Regions from separate parts of the Pan troglodytes genome. Here region 2 is linked to region 1. The links are chromatin contacts, called in public HiChIP or PLAC-seq maps. All regions are on one chromosome and are shown on one strand. Each heading gives the region's core, a stretch centred on a gene start, on an enhancer-like site or on the middle of the called end of the contact. The rest is flanking DNA. Distances are from core to core; before and after follow the strand shown. Region 1 holds the start of RAB13 (RAB13, member RAS oncogene family). Region 2 holds the start of ILF2 (interleukin enhancer binding factor 2).

Region 1 (7,274 bases), core at 2,813-5,312:
GCGCTCCACCCCAGCCGAGGCATTCTGGGGGCAAAAGACAAGTAAAAGTTAGGTCCTGCCGGCCGGGAGCGGTGGCTCACGCCTGTAATCCCAGCACTTTGGGAGGCCAAGGCGGGTGGATCACCTGATGCAGGAGTTCAAGATCAGCCTGACCAACATGGAGAAACCCCGTCTCTACTAAAAATGCAAAATTAGCCGAGCATGGTGGTGCATGCCTGTAATCCCAGCTACTTGGGAGGCTGAGGCAGGAAAATCGTTTGAACCCGGGAGGCAGAGGTTGCAGTGAGCCGAGATCCTGCCATTGCACTCCAGCCTGGGCAACAAGAGCAAAACTTCATCTCAAAAAAAAAAAAGTTAGGTCTTGCCTATCCTGATGGACCCCTTCATTCTCCAGGTTCTAACCAGTTTCCCCATCTCTTTTGGAGGGTCCTCACCTCCTTGATGCTTTTCATCCAGTTCTGAATATTCTCGAAAGATTTCTCATCCGTGATGTCGTATACTAGGATAATGCCCTGGGAGATGACAAAATTCACCTTGGACCATGTTCCCATTGAGGCTTCCCACTGCCCTGTAAGTGACCCCGCATCCATGGGTCTAAACACTAGGCCATGTTGGGCCCTCTGCAACCCACACTGCACCCTCCCATTTTTACCTGCCCCAACCCCTGACCCTTTGTATTCATAATATATTCTGTAGCCTCATCCTTCATCCTTTGTTCAGACCCACACTTCATACCATGGCTCCACGGTAGTAGGCAGTAGTTATAGTCTTGAACCGCTCTTGGCCAGCCGTGTCCCTAAAGAAGGAGAAGGTTTCATTGGATGGAATAGAGGGAAGAATTCTCCAATGGAATAATTCTTCCTCTCTCACAAGAATTTAGCTTTTGTAACATGGTGGGGCAACAGAATAAGGAAACAGTAAAGGGGAACGGGATTAAAGACAGTTGAGCTGATTTCCAGAGATGGTAGTGGCCCAAGAAACAAGATGTCTTTGCTTATTCATTGAATGTTTGCTATGTGTCAAGCACTGTGTATGTATCATTTTATCTAATCCTTACTCTTTCCTTGTAAGACATGTATTATTGTCTCTATTTTAAAAATGAGGAAACACGCCAGGTGCCGTGGCTTGCGTCTATAATCCCAACACTTTGGGAGGCTGAGGCGGGTGGATCACCTGAGGTCAGGAGTTCGAGACCAGCCTGGCCAACATGGTGAAACCTCGTCTCTACTAAAAATACAAAAATTAGCCCGGCCTAGTGGCGGGCACCTGTAATCCCAGCTATTTGGGAGGCTGAGGTCGGAGAATCACTTGAACCCAGGAGGCGGAGGTTAAAGTGAGCCTAGATTGTGCCATTGCACTCCAGCCTGGGTGACAAGAGCAAAACTCTGTCTCAAAAAAAAAAAAGAGGAAACAGATTTGGATAGGCTGAATAATTAATGAAGGTCAGGCAGGAGATAACTAAAAGAACCAGATTTGCGCACCAGTCTGCTCTTATATGTCATAGCATAATGCCTCCACTAAGCTTCATACCACTTAAACACCTTCAGGGTCTATATTTGGCTCTCTGGGCTCACCATATTTTGGAGAAAACACTAGACTTAGAGTCAAGTCTTAATTCTGCCTTTGCCATTTAACTGCTCACAGCCTGTTTCCATGTTATGACTGAACAGTTGTTTGTTGTCAAATTAAGAGGATGCTCTGCAGCCAGAGGAGGCAAGAGTTACAAAAGAGTTGCAACTAGTTGGGAGAGCAGGAAGAGAGATGGAAGGACAGCTGAGTGCATCCGGAGAAATGCCAGAAGTGCTCCTTCTAGCACTTCTAGAAGGAGCAATGGGGAAAGGAAGAGAAATGAAACAAAATAGAAGGAAAAACGTGTAGGAGGTAAATGGGGAAGTCTGGCGAGGCATCCCAGAGGACTGACTTACCAGACTTGTAGTTTGATCTTCTTCCCCTCTATATCCACAGTGCGGATCTTGAAATCAATTCCTAGGGGTGGAAGGTATGCACTGAAGTTGAGACATGCATGCACACATGTAAAACTGTGTGATGGAAGGGACAGGAACGGAGCAGTGCTGGCACCAGAAATTCTGCAGGGGAGGCACTTGGGGAGCAATCTTGTTGGAAATGCCAAGCTAGGAGAATTTTCCCAAAGCTGTATTTGTATAGCAAGAATACTATTTTTACGTACATTTTATGGATTTTGGGAGGGAAAAGGTGACGAAAATTCTGCATGGAGGCTTAAAATCCTTAGGCTGCCTCTTGGGTCCATTCAGTTATACCAGCTGACAACTCTCTGAATTCAGTCTCTGTCTCCCCCCAGATATTACTTTCACATTCCTCTTCTCTGTTTTCTTAGAGCCCTCTACTCTTGGTATCCCACCTACCCTCCTAGTAGAGAGTAAGGAAAAAAGTAGCTGAAGCCAGTCTATGTGAATTAACTAGTGGGCCAAACTTGGCACTAGGAAAGTCTGAGGCTAAACAGGATTACTTTTGAGACAATTAGGAGAGAGGGGCATTTTTCCTTTTCCTTTGTAACCAGAATTGTCGTGAGACTCTTCCTGTCTATTTCCCAAGCCAGAGGAGATGAAGAAAGAAGAGAAGGGAGGAGGGGAGACAATGTTCTTCTTAGTAGAAACTTGGGCACCTCCCCCAAGCCTGCTGGGGGCCCCTGGGAGGAGGATGAGTCACCAGGCTGACTCAGAGACCCCAAAAGTCCCCTCATTTCCACGTTCCTCACCAAGCTGGCTGCATATTCATGATCACAGTCCTTGGGCCACCCTCCAGCACACCCAGCCACCTTGTTCCACCCTTCCCAAACCCTTGTTCAGCTGAGGTGCAGGGAGACTGGGGCAGGGAACCTGGGAAGTAGATGGTGAGGTGGGGACACAGTGGGAGAGTTTGAAGCTCAGCAAGACAGAAAGAGGCTAGCGGATCGGATCGGGAGAAAAAGATGCGGCGGACAGGGATACAGGAAACATGGAGAGTGGATCGAGAGAGTTCTAGGTGGTGGGGGTAGGGGAAGAGGGGAACAGAGAAAAATAGAGAAGAGTTCTTGTGGATTCGGGGAGACTAAGGCGATGGTACCAAGAAAATGAGGAGCTGGCAGCAGTTGAAGAGTTACCTGAAGGCCTCAGAGAGGTGAGAGGTTTGGTTACTATACAGAGACATGCATGGGGGAAGGGTCAGAGCTAGGGGTTGAGGGACTAGAATTTAGGAGCCTTACTCTAAGGGGACTGAAAAGTGGGGTCACTAGTAATCCGGGAGCCGGAGAAGGAGGTCACAGGAGAGTCGGGGTCTGGGACATGGCCAGCGGGCTCACCGATGGTGGAGATGTAAGTGTTGTTGAAGTTGTCCTCTGCAAAGCGAATGATCAGACAAGTCTTGCCCACCCCCGAGTCCCCGATCAGCAGCAACTTGAAGAGGTGGTCGTAGGCTTTGGCCATGGCGGACACCGGGGGAGCCGGGGGAGGGGTGGGGAGCGCCCGGCACTGGTAGGCGGGACTGGACGGTTGGCAAACAGAGCGGCACGGAGCCCAGGCCAGGAAGAAGTTTTCCTCCCTCTCCGCCCAGGCTCCGGGAAAGAGGAGAGGCGGCACCCCTCCGGGCTCCACCCCCTGCCCGCCCACCCTTTTGAGCAGGCCAAGGCTGCCAGCCCGGCCTCTGTTCTCTCGGTTTTCCCTTCCTAGCTTAGGCCGGCCTGTCTCTCTCGCTATTTTCCACAGCCTTTCGGTAATTGTAGCTCCCCTCTTAGGACCTTACTCTTCCATTCTGAGGCCAGAGAGGCTGGGGTGAAGGGAAGTAGAGGTTTAACCACGACGACCAGAAATTTTAGAAGAGAAATTTTAGAGGGATTGGGGAAGAGAACCAAGAGTTTTGGGAATAAGGGTGAAGGTAGGGAGAGCACTAGAAATTGAAAAAAAAAAATGGGGCTGAGTTTTGGAGATGCTATTCAACGAAGCTAGAAGATGAGTTATCATCGGTTTCTGGGGCTGAGTAAAAGGCAGTCCTAGAATTTTACTGTTAGTTGTCCAAGCCCTTAGTTCTATGGGTCCCAATTCACTTTGAAAAAAGCGGGATGCGCAGAAGTAGGTTATTTGTTGAGTCAGTCTGCCCCCTGGTGGAACAGGGTGAAAACGTAAATTAGTTATACAGAATCGGCCCCACCACCCCAACACACACAGCCTCCCTAGACACATCCTGGGGCTTCAGTTGGAACGATCTCTCTTATGGGGACCCATGTGTGATTTCTCTGACCAAATAGCTTAGGAAAACAGAGATTTGAACTAAAAATGTCATTCTTCACGTGGATCTTTTAATATGGCCCACTTAAGGTGCAGTACTCCTGAAATCTCACTCAATCGGCCATGAATGTGCAGCCTTGGTAACCAGGAAGCTGAAATATGAACAACACGGGTATAAAGAAACAAGTTTGCCGGGCGCGGTGGCTCACGCCTGTAATCCCAGCACTTTGGGAGGCCGAGGCGGGCGGATCACGAGGTCAGGAGATCGAGACCATCCTGGCTAACACGGTGAAACCCCATCTCTACTAAAAATACACACACACACACACAATTAGCCGGGCGTGGTGGCAGGCGACTGTAGTCCTAGCCACTTGGGAGGCTGAGGCAGGAGAATGGCGTGAACCCGGGAGGCAGAGCTTGCAGTGAGCCGAGATTGCGCCACTGCACTCCAGCTTGGGCGACAGAGCCAGACTCCGTCTCAAAAAAAAAAAAAAAAAAAAAGAAAGAAAGAAAGAGAGTAAAAGAGAAACAAGTTTATCTCTGCCTTTAGAAAAAAATTATTCTTGCTATATGTGTGCTGGGGGTGGAAAAAAATACGAAACACGAAAGAAAGAAAATATTATCTAAGACCTGTTGCGGTGGCTCACACTTGTAATCCCAGCACTTTGGGAGGCCAACGTGAGAGGATCCCTTAAGCCCAGGAGTTCAAGACCAGCTTGGGCAACATAGTGAGACTGCTTCGACAAAAAAAAAAAAAAAATTAGCCATACATGGTGGTGTGGCCTGTAGTCCCAGCCGCAGCTACTTGGGGGACAGAAGTGGGCAGATCACTTGAGCCCAAGAGTCCAAGGCTGTAGTGAGCCACGATTATGATGCCACTGCTCTCCAGCCTCGGTGATAGAGTAAGATCCTGTCTCAAAAAAATTTTTATTTATTTTTTAATTAATTAATTAATTAATTTTTTTGAGACAGAGTCTTGCTCTGTCGCCAGGCTGGAGTGCAGTGGCGCAATCTCGGCTCACTGCAACCTCCGCCTCCCGAATTCAAGCGATTCTTGTGCCTCAGCCTCTGGAGTACCTGTAATCCTCTGGGATTACAGGTGCCCGACACCACGCCCAGCTAATTTTTGTATTTTTAGTAGAGATGGGGTTTCACCATGTTGGCCAGATGGTCTCGATCTCTTGACCTTCTAATCCGCCCGCCTCGGCCTCCCAAAGTGCTGGGATTACAGTCGTGAGCCACCACGCCTGGCCCTATTTTTTTTTTTTTTTTTTTTTTTGAGACGGAGTCTTGCTCTGTCGACCTAGGCTGGGGTGCAGTGGCGCGATCTCGGTTCACTGCAAGCTCCGCCTCCTGGGTTCACGCCATTCTCCCGCCTCAGCCTCCTGAGTAGCTGGGACTACGGGCGCCCGCCACCACCCGGCTAATTTTTTGTATTTTAGGTAGAGACGGGGTTTCACCGTGTTAGCCAGGATGGTTTTGATCTCCTGACCTCGTGATCTGCCCGCCTTGGCCTCCCAAAGTGCTGGGTTTACAGGCGTAAGCCACCGCGCCCGGCCTATTTTTACTTTTATTTTTTTAATTTTTATTGTTTATTTTGAGGTGGAGTTTCGCTCTTGTTGCGTAGGCTGGAGTGCAATGGTGTGATCTGGGCTAACCGCAGCTTCCGCCTCCCTGGTTCAAGCGATTCTCCTGCCTCAGCCTCGCGAGTAGCTGAAATTACAGACACCCGCACTACCCCCTGCTAATTTTGTATTTTTAGTAGAGACGAGGTTTCTCCATGTTGGTCAGGCTGCTCTCGAACTCCCGACCTCAGGTGATCCACCCGCCTCTGCCTCCCAAAGGCCTGGGATTACAGGCGTGAGCCACTGCGCCCAACCTTTGTTTTTATTTTTATTTTATTTTTTGAGACAAAGTTTTGCTCGTCACCCAGGCAGAAGTGCAATGGCTCAATCTCTGGTCACTGCAACCTCCGCCTCTTGGGTTCAAGCGATTCTCCAGCCTCAGCTTCCCAAGTAGCTGGGATTACAGGCGCCTGCCACGACGCCCAGCTAATTTTTTTTTTTTTTTTTTTTTTTAGTCGAGACGGGGTTTCACCATGTTGGCCATGCTGGTCTCGAACTCCCGACGTCACGTGATCCGCCCGCCTCAGCCTCCCAAAGTGCTGGGATTACAGGCCTGAGCCACCGCGACCGGCAAAGAAAAAATTATTATTATTATTATTATTATTATTATTTGAGACGGAGTCTCGCTCTGTCGCCCAGGCTGCAGTGCAGCGGCGCGATCTCCGCTCACTGCAAGCTTCGCCTCCCGGGTTCACGCCATTCTCCTGCCTCAGCCTCCCGAGTAGCTGGGACTACAGGCGCCCGCCACCGCGCCCGGCTAATTTTTTGTATTTTTAGTAGAGGCGGGGTTTCACCGTGCTAGCCAGGATGGTCTCGATCTCCTAACCTCGTGATCCACCCGCCTCGGCCTCCCAAAGTGCTGGGATTACAGGCGTGAGCCACGGCGCCCGGGCAAGAAAAAATTATTCAAGGGAGTCTCTCTCGAGCCTATTCTGGCTGCCTATAAAAAATTAAAGGCTGGACGCGGTGTCTCACGCCTGTAATCTCAGCACTTTGGGAGACCGAGGCAGGTGGATCACGTGAGGTCAGGAGTTCAATACCAGCTTGGCCAACATGGTGAAACCCCGTCTCTACTAAAAATACAAAATTAGCCGGGCATGGTGCCGCATGCCTATAATCCCAGCTACTCGGGAGGCTGAGGCAGGAGAATCGCTTGAACGCGGGAGGCGGAGGTTGTGGTGAGCCGAGATGGCGCCATCGCACTACAGCCTGGGCAACAAGAGCAAAACTGTGTCTAAAAAAAAATAAAAATAAAAATAAAAAAAAAGAAGGCGTCTTTCACTTATCCCCATCACCTTCCGTGTCCATGCTTGTCCCTTCTCAAGCTAAACTATTCAATCTCTTTTTGTCCATTCTCTCACCTCTCATTATCTCCTTGAGTCTTCCCTATTTCTTTTCACTGACCAAA
Region 2 (7,274 bases), core at 1,427-3,926, 320 kb before region 1:
TAAACCCTTTGTGGATTTCAGGCTCTGTTAACACCATTCTTAACCTTACCAACAGTTACTCTTTACCAATACTTTTAACTGCTTTAGAGACATTTCTGGAAGACAGCCAAAAGAACATACCTGTTCAGCAGAATTGGGAGCCAGGTCCTGATTCCTCTTCAGCAAGGCCTCACTGAAGGAAGTTTCATCAGGTGCTGGCTTGACCCGGGGAAAGGCCATTTCACACTAAACCAGAAGTAAACAACTACATTCTATTTGCCGAAGATAATATACAGGAGAGATTGTTTTTTCTATTACTACGACAGAAAAAGGTTAAAAACAGAAAATTCTACACTTGTTTTTACTGCTTAATTTGTTCAATTAGCTGGGCGTGGTGGCTCACACCTGTAATCCCAGCTACTTGGGAGGCTGAGGTGAGAGAATCCCTTGAACACAGGAAGCGAGGTTGCAGTGAGCCGAGATCGCGCCATTGCAACTCCAGCCTGGGCAACAGAGTGAGACCCTGCCTCAAAAAAAAAAATTTATTCAAAGGCCAGGCACAGTGGGTCAGGCACACCTGTAATCCCAGCACCTTGGGAGGCTGAGGTGGGCAGATCACGAGGTCAGGAGTTCAAGATCAGCCTGGGCAACATGGTGAAACCCCGTCTCTACTAAACAGACATACAAAAATTAGCTGGGCATGGTGGCAGGTGCCTGTAATCCCAACTACTCAGGAGGCTGAGGCAGGAGAATCGTTTGAACCCTGGAGGCAGAGGTCCTGATTCCTCTGCCTCCCAGGTTCAGTGCAGTGAGCCAAGATTGCACCACTGCACTCCAGCCTGGGTGACAGAGTGAGACTGTCTCAAAAAAAAAAAAAGTTCAAACAAGGATAAAAGCTGGAATAGCCATAATTTAAGCTATCACTATCTTTATAGTAACAGATATACCATAAATACAATTACTTGTTCAGAACAAAGATTATAATCATGTTTAATGCCAACAGTAGCCAAGGAATTATTCTCTCCACCATGCTTACACTGTTTCTGTATGTAAAGCAACACACAGTTGACTCAAAACCCCAAATCTTTTCACAAATCACTTTCCCTCCCTATTTCAACCATCTTTTTTTTTTGTAGTGGTGCCATCTTGGTTCACTGCAACCTCCGCCTCCCGGGTTAAGCAATTCTCCTGCTTCAGCCTCCCAAGTAGCTGGGATTAGACACATGCCCAGCCAACTTTTTTATTTTTAGTAGAGACGGGGTTTCACCATATTGGCCAGGCTGGTCTCAAACTCCTGACCTTCAGGTAATCCGTCTGCCTCAGCCTCCCAAAGTGCTGAGATTACAGGCGTGAGGCACTGTGTCTGCCCTCTTCAACCACCATCTAACTTCATTAACTGGGAGATACTGGGCTCCATTTCAACAGTGACCAGAAAATGTGTATCATTAACCCAAGGTACTCACCAAATAGAAGTCAAATGGGATATGTGGTACAAAGGGCCTGAACCTAAAACATGAAAAACAGCCAAATTATTCCCTAGGTAGGAATCAAGCCGAGATGTAAATAACACGCCAACAATTTTGAAAACATGTCAGTCCTCAGAATGAGTGACAAAGTCTCCGGGGAGGGAAAGAATCATTCTTAGCATAGTGGGGCCAAATTCATTTAACAGGAGTGCAGGAAAAGACCATAGTTGGCTCTCGCAAAACCAAGTGACATTAGTCTACTCCAAAACTCCTATTTAGATGACAAGCAGAAACTAACAACCAAGTGCAGAGATGCTAAAAGCTGGTACTCACCCTCCTCCTGGGCCTCCTCTGGAACCAAAGCGCCCACCACGACCACGGCCTCTGTCACCCCTAGAAATGCAGATTTTATTTTGACCTCATTGAAGGAATACCCACCGGCCATATCATCTTAGGTTGGCTACTTTCATCCCTCGGAACCTCCCAACGGTAGGCAAGAGACCCCACTCACACTTACACTTCTCCCCATTCCAAATGGTGCCCAGTTACACCCCCATAACCTCCTCTAAGTTAATCACAACCCCCTCAAGTAATGATGGGGCTCAGACAGTGAGCCCTACCCTTAATAACCCATAATCCTGGGCCACACGAATCCTAATACTTCGGAGGCTAAAGATTGCTCATTTCTTCACTAATGTACACATTTATCGGGCGTGTCCTAATGTCAAGGCCTTCGCACTGAGGATGAATGCGGCTCGCTCCAGCATTCTCAGCCCGGATGACGGGGGCGGGGGAAAGGTGGGGAGCTCCTCCAGGGGCTTGAGGACACCCCCTCATCGCAACCCTTCAGAGACAGAGGTGTCGAACCCGCCTCCCCACTCCTGGGCCCGAACCCCATCCCGGGCCCAAGTTTCCCCGCCTCTACCAGGCTCCATCTCTCCCACTATCCTAGACCAGGAGTTCTCAGGTTTTTGGCCAGCCCCCGGATACATGGCCCTTTCTGATACTCCGACTTCTTTCGGCCCACGTTCACAAAGTTTTCCGTCGAATACCTGAAACCTTTCGACCGCTTCGACCCACTTACCTCATGGCGCCTTAAAACACGAACAATGGAGGCCGCACCAACCGCCCGTTCCTCTGAGTAGCAGACAACTGAAGAGGCGTCTTGCCGGCGTGTCCCAATAAAACCCGGCGCGATTGGCTCCCGCCTTACCCCATCGCTTATGCCTATTGGCTTACTTTGTCAAACCGGGCTTATGAACCAATAAAAAACGCCTACTGTGTCAGGAACTAGCCAATAAGAACTGGTTCTATAGTAATGACGAATTTTTGATCAGACATTAGGTGGCACTAAAGAAGTCAGGACAACGACTATGTAGTGTTCTATAACAATCATGAGAAATTTTAGTTCTAGATAGCAGAGTGGCGCAGCGGAAGCGTGCTGGGCCCATAACCCAGAGGTCGATGGATCGAAACCATCCTCTGCTATCGAAGTTTTTTCATTGCCCTGTATGGCATACGTAATCTACGTTTCTTTAGTAAAGGAAAATATCTTGCCAATTGTCCTACCTCAAAAATGCAACCAATACCAGCTATTTTTGCCACTAGCAGTTGAAGTTGATGGGGAAAAGGGAGTTTGAACACTGCACGTCTACAAACTCGAAGCAGGAGAAACAGGTTTTAGATAGGAGAGGAGTATATTGATTGAATTAGTGTGGAAAACATGGTTTTCCATGTCCATGGAAACAGGTGTTCCACCCGCCTCAGCTTCCGAAAGTGCTGGGATTACCGGCGTGAGCCACAGCGCCCAGCTTGGTTACATAAATTCTTTAGTGGTGATTTGTGAGATTTTGGTGCACTCATCACCCGAGCAGTATACACGGAACCCAACTTGTAAACTTTTATCCCTCACCTACCTCCCTTCCATAAGTACTTTTTCGATATTTAATTTACTACAGCAGAACGTAAACATCTTAAGTCTAAACGTATTCTGTCCACGTAACCACCAACCAGATTAAAATAAATATTATTAATTTTTAAAAAACAAGCAAACAAAAAGCGGACCGAGTGCGGTGGCTTGTGGCCACCCAGCACTGTGGGAGGCCGAGACGGGTGGATCACCCGAGGTCAGGAGTTCGAGATCAGCCTGGCCAACATGGTGAAACTCCGTCTCTACTAAAAATACAAAAATTAGCCGGCGTGCTGGCGGGCTCCTGTAATTCCAGTTACTCAGGAGGCTGAGGCAGGAGAATCTCTTAAATCCGGGAGGCGGAGGTTGCAGTGAGCTGAGATGGCGCCACTGCACCCCAGCCTGGGCGATAGAGGGAGACTCCGTTTAAAAACAAAAAAATCTTACTTTAGGTTTGTTGAGCTTCTTGAATCAATGGCTTCAGGTTTGTCGTCCATTTATTAAATTTATCAGCTATTATCTCTTCAAGTATTAGTTTTACCTATTATTTCCCTCCTTCCTGAACTCCAAATAAAGACGGGTTAGACTTTTCCCCCAGTAATCTCTTTGTCTCTTACCCTCTCTTCTATTATTTCATTTTATTTAGACACAGGGTCTCACTCTGTTGCCCAGGCTGGAGTGCAGTGGTGCACCATCATAGCTCACTGCAGCCTCAACCTCCTGGCCTCAAGAGACTCTCCCATTTCGGCCTCCCTAGTAGTTGGGACTACTCAAAGGCACAGGCAACACCACTCCGAGCTAATTTTATTTTATTTTTTTGAGATGGAGTCTCCCAGGCTGCAGTGCAGTGGCGCTATTTCAGCTCACTGCAACCTCCGCCTCCCCGGTTCAAGCGATTCTCCTGCCTCAGCCTCCCGAGTAGCTGGGACTACAGGCGCCCACCACCACGCCCGGCTAATTTTTTTTTTTTTTTTGTATTTTTAGTAGAGACGGGGTTTCGCGGTGTTAGTGAGGATGGTCTCCATCTCTTGATCTCGTGATCTGCCCGCCTCGGCCTCCCAAAGTGCTGGGATTACAGACGTGAGCCACCACGCCCGGCCCTGCCCAGCTAATTTTTGTATTTTTAGTAGACATGGGGTTTCACCATGTTGGCCAGACTGGTCTCAAACTCCTGACCTCAGGTGATCCTCCTGCCTCTGTCTCCAAAAGTGCTGGGATTACAGGTGTGAGCCACCTCCCTTGGCCCCGGGCTTACTTATTTATTTATTTTTGTAGAGATGGGGTACTTTATATGTTGTCAAGGCTAGTCTTTGTTTTTTGTTTGTTTTTTGTTTTTTGTTTTGAGACAGAGTTTCGCTCTTGTTGCCCAGGCTGGAGTGCAACGCGTGATCTCGGCTCACAAACTCTGCCTCCCAGGTCCAAGTGATTCTCCTGCCTCAGCCTCCCGAGTAGCTGGGATTACAGGCATGCACCATCATGCCTGGATAATTTTGTATTTTTAGTAGAGACAGGGTTTCTCCACGTTGGTCAGGCTAGTTTCGAACTCCCAACCTCAGGTGATCCACCCACCTCAGCCTCCCAAAGTGCTGGGATTACAGGCATGAGCCACTGCAAAGGCCTTTAACCCTCTCTTTTTATGCTTTTCATTCCTTTTTATCCATTCTTCATTTTAGGTAGTTTCTGCTGTCCTTTCTTCCAATTTATTACTTGCTCCTCAGTTTAGTCTAACATAGTATTAAATCTATCATTTGGTTCTTAATTTTGGTCTTTTAATATTTTGGGTCTGTATTATTATTATTTTTGAGACAGGGTCTCACTCCTGTTGCCCAGGCTGGAGTTCAGTGGCATAAACACAGCTCACTGAAGCCTCAACCTCTTGGGCTGAAGCGATCCTCCTGTGTCAACCTCCAGAGTAGCTCGGACTACAGGCATATGTCACCACACCCAACTAATTTTTTAATTTTTGGTAGAGATAAGGTCTCACTATGTTGCCTAAGCTGGTCTCCAACTCCTGGGCTCTAGTGATCCTCACCTCAGCCTCCCAAAGTTCTGGGATTACAGATGTGAGGCACCAAGCAGGACCTTAGATTTTCTATTTATTTTACTCCCAGGTTGCCCCTAGGAGTGCAGCCTTTTGAGATCCTAGCCCAAAACACGAAGGTGGTTTACCAAGGTTATCACCTTTGGGAACATTTGGACTCCTTTTTTTTTTTTTTTTTTTGAGAGTGAGTTTCCCCCTATTGCCCAGGCTGGAGTGCAGTGGCGCAATCTCGGCTCACTACAACCTCTGCCTCCTGGGTTCAAGTGATTCTCCTGCCTCAGCCTCCCGAGTAGCTGGGCTTACAGGCATGCACCACCACGCCTGGCTAATGTTTGTATTTTTAGTAGAGATGGGGGTCTCACCATCTTGTGCAGGCTGGACTTGAACTCCTGATCTCATGATCCATCCATCTCGGCCTCCCAAAGTGCTGGGGTTACAGGCATGAGCGACCGTGCCTGGCCCTTTTTCTTTTTTTTAATTTAAAAAAATTGAAATGGGGTCTCGCCCTGTTGCCCAGGCTGGTCTGAAACTCCTAAGCTCAAGCCATCCTCCCGCCTTGGCCTCCTAAAGTGCTGGGATTACAGGTGTGAGCCACCACACCCGGCCTGGACTTCACTGGCCCCACACAACCTATTTTCTGCCACTAATTCCGAATCAGCAAATGACCCCAGGGTAAAATCAGCCCTACTGCTGGGCTTACTTCTCTACTTTCCTGTACTTTCATGCTGTCACACCAATAATTTCTCACTATCTTATTTTTTTAATTATTATTATTTTTTGAGACGAAGTTTTGCTCGAAATGGAGTGAAATGGTACGATCTCAGCTCATTGCAACCTCCTCCCCCTGGGTTCAAGCAATTCTGCCTCCGCCTCCCAAGTAGCTGGGATTACAGGTACCTGCCACCATGCCCGGCTAATTTTTGTATTTTTAGTAGATACGGGGTTTTGCCACGTTGGCCAGGCTGGTCTCGAACTCCTGACCTTAGGTGATCCACCTGCCTTGGCCTCCCAACGTGCTAGGACTATAGGCGTGAGCCACTGTGCCTGGCCTCACTATCTTATTAGTTCTTTTATTATTTATTTATTTATTTATTTATTTATTTATTTATTTATTTTGAGACAGGGTCTTGCTCTGTTGCCCAGGCTGGAGTGCAGTGGCGTGATCTCGGCTCACTGCAACCTCTGCTTCTGGGTTCAAGTGATTCTTGTGCCTCAGCCTCCCGAGTAGCTGGGATTACAGGTGTGCACCACCAAGCCCGGCTATTTTTTTTTTTTTTTTTTTTGAGACAGAGTTTCACTCTTGTTGCCCAGGCTGGAGTGCAGTGGTGCGATCTCGGCTCACTGCAACCTCCACCCCTTGGGTTCAAGCAATTCTGCCTCAGCCTCCCGAGTAGCTGGGATTACAGGCACCTGCCACCACGCTTGGCTAATTTTTTTTTTTTTTGAAGAGACGGAGTCTTGCTCTGTCACCCAGGCTGGAGTGCAGTGGCGCGATCTCGGCTCACTGCAAGCTCCGCCTCCCAGGTTCACGCCATTCTCCTGCCTCAGCCTCCTGAATAGCTGGGGCTACAGGCGCCCGCCACTGTGCCCAGCTAATTTTTTTGTATTTTTAGTAGAGACAGGGTTTCACCATGTTAGCCAGGATGGTCTCAATCTCCTGACATTGTGATCCGCCCGTCTCGGCCTCCCAAAATGCTGGGATTACAGGCTTGAGCCACTGCGCCCGGCCCGGTTCTTTTATTTTTATTTTTATTTATTTATTGTTTTTTGAAACAGGGTCTTGCTCTGCTGTCCAGGCTGGAATGCAGGTGCGCAATCTTGGCTCACTGAAACCTCTGCCTCCTGGGTTCAAGTGATTCTTGTGCCTCAGCCTCCCTAG

What was found. HiChIP or PLAC-seq counts read pairs in DNA pulled down with a chosen protein or histone mark.
Region 2: a contact with region 1 is called in an H3K4me3 HiChIP or PLAC-seq map of stem cell-derived excitatory neurons, with 9 times the contacts expected there. The contact joins the promoter of ILF2 here to the promoter of RAB13 in region 1. A contact is called at or near these places in 1 of 7 Hi-C or Micro-C datasets (stem cell-derived neural progenitor cells) and 1 of 1 datasets of contacts at active chromatin or transcription factors (stem cell-derived excitatory neurons).

The regions. Positions count from the first base shown.
Region 1 is chr1:95,194,332-95,201,605 of NHGRI_mPanTro3-v2.0_pri, reverse strand. RAB13 (RAB13, member RAS oncogene family) reads right to left here and starts at 4,062. Exons shown (of 8, transcript XM_522433.8): 1 at 3,320-4,062; 2 at 1,926-1,986; 3 at 736-796; 4 at 435-512; 5 at 1-24. The coding sequence starts at 3,443.
Region 2 is chr1:95,508,477-95,515,750 of NHGRI_mPanTro3-v2.0_pri, reverse strand. It overlaps ILF2 (interleukin enhancer binding factor 2), which reads right to left and starts at 2,676. Exons shown (of 14, transcript XM_001142785.7): 1 at 2,530-2,676; 2 at 1,779-1,838; 3 at 1,443-1,485; 4 at 121-225. The coding sequence starts at 2,534. It overlaps TRNAM-CAU (transfer RNA methionine (anticodon CAU)), which reads left to right and starts at 2,862; the gene lies at 2,862-2,933.